2 separate regions of the Mus musculus genome follow, and region 2 is linked to region 1. The links are chromatin contacts, called in public Micro-C maps. All regions are on one chromosome and are shown on one strand. Each heading gives the region's core, a stretch centred on a gene start, on an enhancer-like site or on the middle of the called end of the contact. The rest is flanking DNA. Distances are from core to core; before and after follow the strand shown. Region 1 overlaps Fmn1 (formin 1). Region 2 overlaps Scg5 (secretogranin V).

Region 1 (3,320 bases), core at 538-3,037:
ATTCTTTTCTTCCAAACACCTCAACCACCCTAACCAGTTTCATATGCTGTGTCAATACCGCGTTCAAGTGCATGCAACCAGAAAACCTTCTCCGGCTCTGATGCACAGTGCAGGAAAGGGGATGGTCCAACTTGGAATTCCTAGGAATCTAAATATTTAGAATGTGAGTGGTTTGTAATTGTTTAAGGCAGATAACTGGCATAGTCACTTGGCATAGTCACTTGGCCAGCTCATTTTCTCCTGAAGGGTAGGTACATGGTAGAAGACTGAGAAGTTATCGCTTGCAGCTGATACACCCATTTTATAAGACAGCAAAATGGCCATCATGTGGAACAGCATAGCTGTCATGTGCTTTGATGGAACCTGACAAGGCTGACCGTCTTTCCTTAGCTAGTTATTAACCTTCTTATGACATGTGAAGGAGTTACAGCTGGACTTTCAGGTAAGACTGCCCACATCTCTATACCCTGTTCACATGTGCAGCTATAAAGTCTAAGATGGGTTGTGGGGAGGAAAAAGAAATAGTAACCATCCATAATCCTCTGTCACAATAAATTTGAAATGATATCTAAACATTGGGCAGAATTAAGATATATGATGAAAACCTTCTGTACATTATACTTCAGTTTTGATCAGCTAGAAAATAAGACTTATTTAAATTCATGTCATCTACTTACTTAGGCTAAAAACTGGTCTTGTAGCAATTATCCTTTGAAAAAGTACAAATTACAGAGATGGGTATCAATCAGAATTAATAAAGTTTAATGAAGAGAGGAGGGAGGAAGGAGAATGTGGTTTGCCAATATTCCAGGAGAATAAAATCAAGTCAAAATGAGATCGGATCCCAAGTTCTTCTGACAGCGTCTTTCTAGGTTGGCATTTCATGTGAGTCTCAGTGTTCCAAGGATCACCAGCCATCTAGTAATCAAAGCCCGTGTTCTGCCAAATCCAACTTATTATCTTAACTGTTTAAGGCATCAAACACCCGAGGTTTATAAATATATAATTAAAGCCCCTACTTAAAAATAAACCTAGATGGGAGATTTACATTTTTTTCTTAATTCATGTTTATACAAAGAACAGATCTGTTTTTAAATAGTACATCAGTTCTCTTTGAGCTCAAATAAATTGGTGTGACACTTGGACAAAACCATTTCTAGAAACAATGGGTATTGACACCCCGTGGTCAAGAAACCCTTCCTGTGGAGTTTTAGAATTGTGCTGTTACTCAAAATGAACTGTTGTGTGGCCCCACTGCTGTCTGCAGGCTGGGTTGCTGTGGATTCACTTTAGAACTTGTATCCTACGAGTTCTAAACAGGCAAGGATCCTATATAAAGCAATCCAACTCAAGAAATATTTATGTCCTGTCTTAGATAAACCCCTAGATGTCCATGCTCTGGTAAACTAAATTACTTTTGTTCAGAAACTTAGAAATATTCTTTTCACTACAAAGGGAAAAACAAAACAAAACAAACAAAAAAAAAACCTCATCACTCACATTGTATTGCATACTGTGTTCACCATGGTGAAAAACACTGAGAAAAACAATTGAAAGTGACAAAAGATTTGTTTGGGCTCACAATTTTAAAAGTTCCTGGTAGGCCAGCTTTATTATTGTGGTCCCAAGGGTACGGTGGATCAAAGTAAGTCATCTCACAGTAGATGGGAAGCAGAGAAGCACAGGAAGGGACCAAAACAAGATACAGACCCTGAGGACATACCTGCAGCCTCCACCTAGACCTCATCTTCAAAGCTTCTAGGCCCTTCCTAATGCTGCCACACGGAAACCAAGGATTCAATAAGAGAACCAGGGCCGGGTAGATGAATTTCTTGTCCAAATCATAGCAGGTACTATGTCAAGGTTCTTTTTGTTATTCAAGGCATTTCTATGCCCATTTTCATCATTTTTTTGTGTGTGTTCTAATGAAAGAGAATTGGGAATTACAATAATCAGTGTGTGTGTGCGTGCACACACACATTTAAAATAGCTGAAGTATATTCATCAAAGTAAATACTTTCATTCTTTAAAGATGTTAGAAGAACAGTGTTCTGAAAATTCTTAAACAGAACTGTGGCATCTGTTCACAGTTATGGCAATATTTGGTGTACTGAAAAATGTTTATTTTGACCGATTCTGGGTCACTTCGTTTGTTGACTCTCTTCTGGGCCCTGTGTGTATTATATAATAATTCAGCTGGAGAGATCAGTAGACAAAACAAACTCAATGCTGTCTGTATGAGATGGACCTAGAACTTTGGACATCTGAGTGCTGGGATTTCATGCGATTTAGAGAAAAGATCATTGCCACCATCAGCTGTGTCCTTACCAGCTATGGGCTTGTTGTTCTTCATAAGGATGAGTCAGCTCCACATATAACAGCCCTTGCATGGGCCCTACTCAGTCATCACCCTCCCTTTTCCCTTTACTAAGTGAGTTCACTGCTCCCAAGCAAAGTAACTAGAAACTTCTCAGGACTGAGGACATAGAAAACTCTTCCTTAAGTCAGCAGTATATGCTCTAGGGGAACATAAGAGAATGAGAGAAAAAACATGACCTCAAGAAGTTGACACGTAGGTGAATGGTAGAATACAAGAGCATAGGAGGTAGAGTAGTCTTAGACATATCGAGAGGACCAAGATTCTAAAATCACCATAGAAATCTAAAGTTCCAAAGGAGAATGGGGGCCGGGGGGTGGGTGATATCTAGCAAGCTGGGCAATTTGAGACTGCCTTAAGCTATTTGTATGGGAATCTTCAGTACAGTGGCAGCCTAAGCTAGACCTTTGAGAAAGTATGCACAGGGGTTTGTAAACACCACAGGAATCTATATAGTCCTTTGTAGCAGTTATGAGTCCCAGGGTTATGTGTCTTGGTTTGTTCTTTCTTCCTTCTTTCCTTCCTTCTCTTCCTTTTTCCCTCCTTTCTTCCTTTCCCTTTTTTCCTCCTTTTTTCCTTCAAACACCTCCAAGGTAAAAAGAAACAAAAAATGCTTCAGAAAAATCTCAATAGAATGTGTTACCTGCATACAAGTTATCCTGGCTTGCTTGTTGCATGTACAGTACAACAGAAACATCCATCCTTGCCATGTACATATTGAATTTAATGTAAGTTGTATAGTAAAGAATGGATTTTATTTAGCCACAGTGTTTTCAGTGTCTCCTATGCTACCATGTAAGCATGAAACATAAACATTTATATAGGGGGCTTCTGGGTCATTCATAGCTTATGAATGAATGTGAATGTCCATTCCCAGCAGACTGTTCGTTATGCCTGATATCATATAAGCCACACGATGTTTCTCAGCCACAATATTTATTTA
Region 2 (3,320 bases), core at 414-2,913, 300 kb after region 1:
AGACTCAGGTATGGATGAAGAAATAACTAAATACATGATAAGCAGACACGAAAGTAAATAAATATGCCTGGACAATGGCAAACTGCAGCGTGACAGAGTATCTATGTAGGAGACAAGTATCCAGAAGGTTCCACTCTGTCTCTACTAGCATCTTTTACCATCTGCCTACTGGAAAATACCTAACAGAAAGCAGAGTTGCTTTCTATAGGCTGATGCACAGGTTGTTTGCATTATATGGGGTATGGTTGAGGTTTTAGAGTTATTCAATATTACTGTGAGTATTGACATATGAATGTGTGTATGTATAACGTCTCTGTGGACTCTGTTTCCTTCTTCCAAATTCATATGGGTCCTGAGGATCAAACACAGGTCTCCTGGCTTGCACAGCAATATGCTTTACCTGCTGAGCCACTTCATGGGCCCTTGTAGTTATTGTTTTTAAAGCAATAGTTTTGCCTCATTCCCCAAGACCAACTAATTATTATAAGATTCAAAATCCCTATTGAACGTGGCTTTTTCTGCTTTTCTATAGAGAGGATTTCTTAATGGCTCATACAGGATGGATTTGTTAAGTTTTAGAATTACCCAGGAAGTACTCCTGAAGATGTCTACAATCTGCATGTCAAAACAGAGAATGATACCCAAGTGATGGGATTGGTCACAGCACCAGAAATGGACATGTGCACCTCAGAACCACAGGCTCTGGGGCCCTCTGGGTTGCCCTTCATGGAGATGTTGTGAGTCCTCTGTAGTTTCCAAGCTCCTCTCCACCCCCGTGCTCATTTCTGAGGAACACCAAATCTGGCATCCAAGCTGATGCATCTGCAATGGCCAGACACATGGTCCCTTGTCAGGTCTCCCTGCCATCCGAGGGCATCTGAGGAAAGGAAACCAGCACTGCAGCATTTACCTAATGGGACTCCACTCCACAATTCTGACTGCCCTCTTCCTCACAGAAACTCAGCAGAGCCAGACCCAACAATGAAAAGGAATGAGGCAAATAACCAAGTTCTCCTGAGCCTGGAATTATCTCTACTCCCAAGTTGTACCATTTGGAAAGCGGCAGACAACAGGGTAGAAACAAAGGAAGAAAGTCTAATGCTGAGGTCACCACTTAACAGAATGGGTGAACGTGTTGTTTTCTAGAATGATGTTGGGACAGATTACTGGGTGTGCATTTGTCCTATTATTTCAGGGACATCAGGCACACTTTGAGGAAAGGCCACCCTGGTCATACATCTTCCTTCTGTTCACTTCAGGACAGTGATGTGGACTTAAGGGACTCCACCCGTGACACAGAACTTCAAAAATTTGTGTAAATCTTGAGCCTGTTCTCACCCCTCAATGCTAAATGGCTTTATCCATGCTGATCTCCCCTTTGGACAAAGCACTCAGAAGAAGAATAACTGTGAAAGATTCTCCGAGAACAAACTGAGACGTGGGTAGCTGGGAAGGAAGCTGGCCTCACCCTCTACCTGGGCTTCAGTACCACACATCCTGAGTGAGGCAGCCCTTTCCAGACCTCATTGCTCTCTTTGGTATTCCTCACATGGAACACGTGTTCAGTACCCGTCTATTTCTAGGGCTGTCTTTATTCCATGAGAGAAGAGGGTTATGAAATACTTCCCAGTATACCAGCTGTCGTTTCTACAAACAGGTCTATTCCAGTCTACAAAGTCCTAGCAGTAGTCTGACAGGGAAGTTGAATGCAGTCCCTCATTGCATGCACAATGAGTGTGGCTATTTCAAAGGCCTTGCAGCCATTACCATTATTTTCCAATTGCATGTGCATGGGTGTTTTGACTTCATGCAGTCTATACATCATGCGTCTGTCTGATGCCTGTGGAGTTCAGAAAAGGGCACTGGGTTCCCTGGATCTGTAATTAGAGAGAGTTGTAAGGTGTCATGTGGGTGCTCAGAATCCAACCTTGGTCCTCTGGAATAGCAGTCAGTGTTCTTAACCACTGAGCCATCTGTTCCAGCCCTTTTGAAATATGAGTTTGTATTGCTTTTCTTAACACGGGTTTCCAAGTTGCACAAGACTCAGGCCCCGAGGAACTTGACGCTGCTCTCTGATGTTCCTACAGTCATCGATGATTTCTTCAGATGCCATTATTTCAACTCAGACCCATTCAGCACAAATATTTACAGATCCACTAGGTCTGTAGCCATGGAGAAATGAGAACTCAATTCTGAAAAGTTAGAGTGATTGGATCTGATTCTTTTGATCCCAAGGAAGGGAGTGGGAAAAGGGTGGGCAAAGGAAGAAAAGAGGAAGCAGAGAGCCGTGCCTCCCAGATCCACAGTTGACCTTCCATCAACAGCTGTCATAGGCCCTCCTTCAGCAAAGAATGTCAGCTCTTCAGACTCAATTTTCTATGAAACGCGCGTGGTGGGTGGATAGGAAGTTCCCAGACGTCCCACTCTGACCCTTGATTCTGTCGCATGCATCGGTTTGCTTTATTGTGGCACTTCTCACTGGAGTCTCAGAACAGCCTCGGGCACCAGCCAGTGGAATTTTCTGGTGAGCCTCAGGCATCAGACTGAGCACTCTTCCTGCTACGCTGGGCTGAGATCCTTGCCAGCCGAGCAGTAAGTCAGGCTGATGTCATTAGTTTTGATGGCCTTCAGATATGTCCTGTTGTCAGGCTAAGTCAAGGAGGAGCGCTTGATAGTAAGCAGCGTCTCGGCCTGCTCAGGGACAGGGGCTGAAGCTGGAGTTGGCACCGCGGCTCACAGGGAAAGGCTTTCTTTCTCTGATGCCTCCATTTAAAACCTGGCTTTTTCCCCCCTCCAGATTGAGCCCCCCACTGCTGCCAGCTCGGTTGTCAGGGGGTCAGAGTTACTAATAAACAAGCGTCACCAGTTGTAGATACCCAGGGCACCAAACCCAAGCTGCTGGGAGGCCTGGGGCCCAGAAATCTTCCATCCTAGCATTCCCGGCTAAACAGTGAAGAACCATCATATTAAAAGGTCACTGTTTCAAGCAGACCTGAAAGTGCCCCTGTCTCCTGCCAGGAAGCCAGATGGGGCAGCACTGTCAGCCTAAAGCAACCAAATCCACATCACAAAGAACACCTACTGGAGGTTCCAGGTATGTAAAGTCACTGTGAAAGTAGGCCCAGGGGTAGAATTGAGATTAGTCAGTGCTCTTCCAGTACTGGGAAAGGGGAGAGGAGGTGGGAGAGATGGCAGGGATGAAAAAAGAGATAAAGTTCCTTTCTGAGATGATAAAAAATATTCTAAAATGGATTGCTGTGACACGAATACACAGAAAACCATGAAACTGTACAGTTTATTAGGCAACTGTGTAAAGCACA

What was found. Hi-C and Micro-C count contacts between places; a contact is called where the count stands out from the background.
Region 2: a contact with region 1 is called in a Micro-C map of granulosa cells, with 4 times the contacts expected there. The contact joins two enhancer-like sites. A contact is called at or near these places in 14 of 39 promoter capture datasets (the C10 cell line, the HPC-7 cell line, cranial neural crest and 9 more), 7 of 15 datasets of contacts at CTCF or cohesin (the G1E-ER4 cell line, the NIH/3T3 cell line, hippocampal excitatory neurons and 3 more), 148 of 484 Hi-C or Micro-C datasets (the 3T3-L1 cell line, the AML12 cell line, the AtT-20 cell line and 78 more), 15 of 115 datasets of contacts at active chromatin or transcription factors (the NIH/3T3 cell line, PVALB interneurons, astrocytes and 10 more) and 2 of 9 other capture datasets (embryonic stem cells and embryonic tail).

The regions. Positions count from the first base shown.
Region 1 is chr2:113,501,419-113,504,738 of GRCm38.p6, forward strand. All of the region lies in intron 5 of Fmn1 (formin 1), which reads left to right. Among named protein-coding and RNA genes, the nearest start is that of Gm13963, 110 kb to the left of the region's middle. Within about 2 kb of position 1,788, at least 4 of the 459 cell types and tissues checked have an H3K27ac peak or open chromatin away from gene starts, as enhancers often do. A contact at or near this core is called in the HL-1 cell line and granulosa cells, where this site is marked.
Region 2 is chr2:113,804,343-113,807,662 of GRCm38.p6, forward strand. The region is part of intron 2 of Scg5 (secretogranin V); the gene reads right to left. Among named protein-coding and RNA genes, the nearest start is that of Scg5, 23 kb to the right of the region's middle. Within about 2 kb of position 1,664, at least 24 of the 459 cell types and tissues checked have an H3K27ac peak or open chromatin away from gene starts, as enhancers often do. A contact at or near this core is called in the HL-1 cell line and granulosa cells, where this site is marked.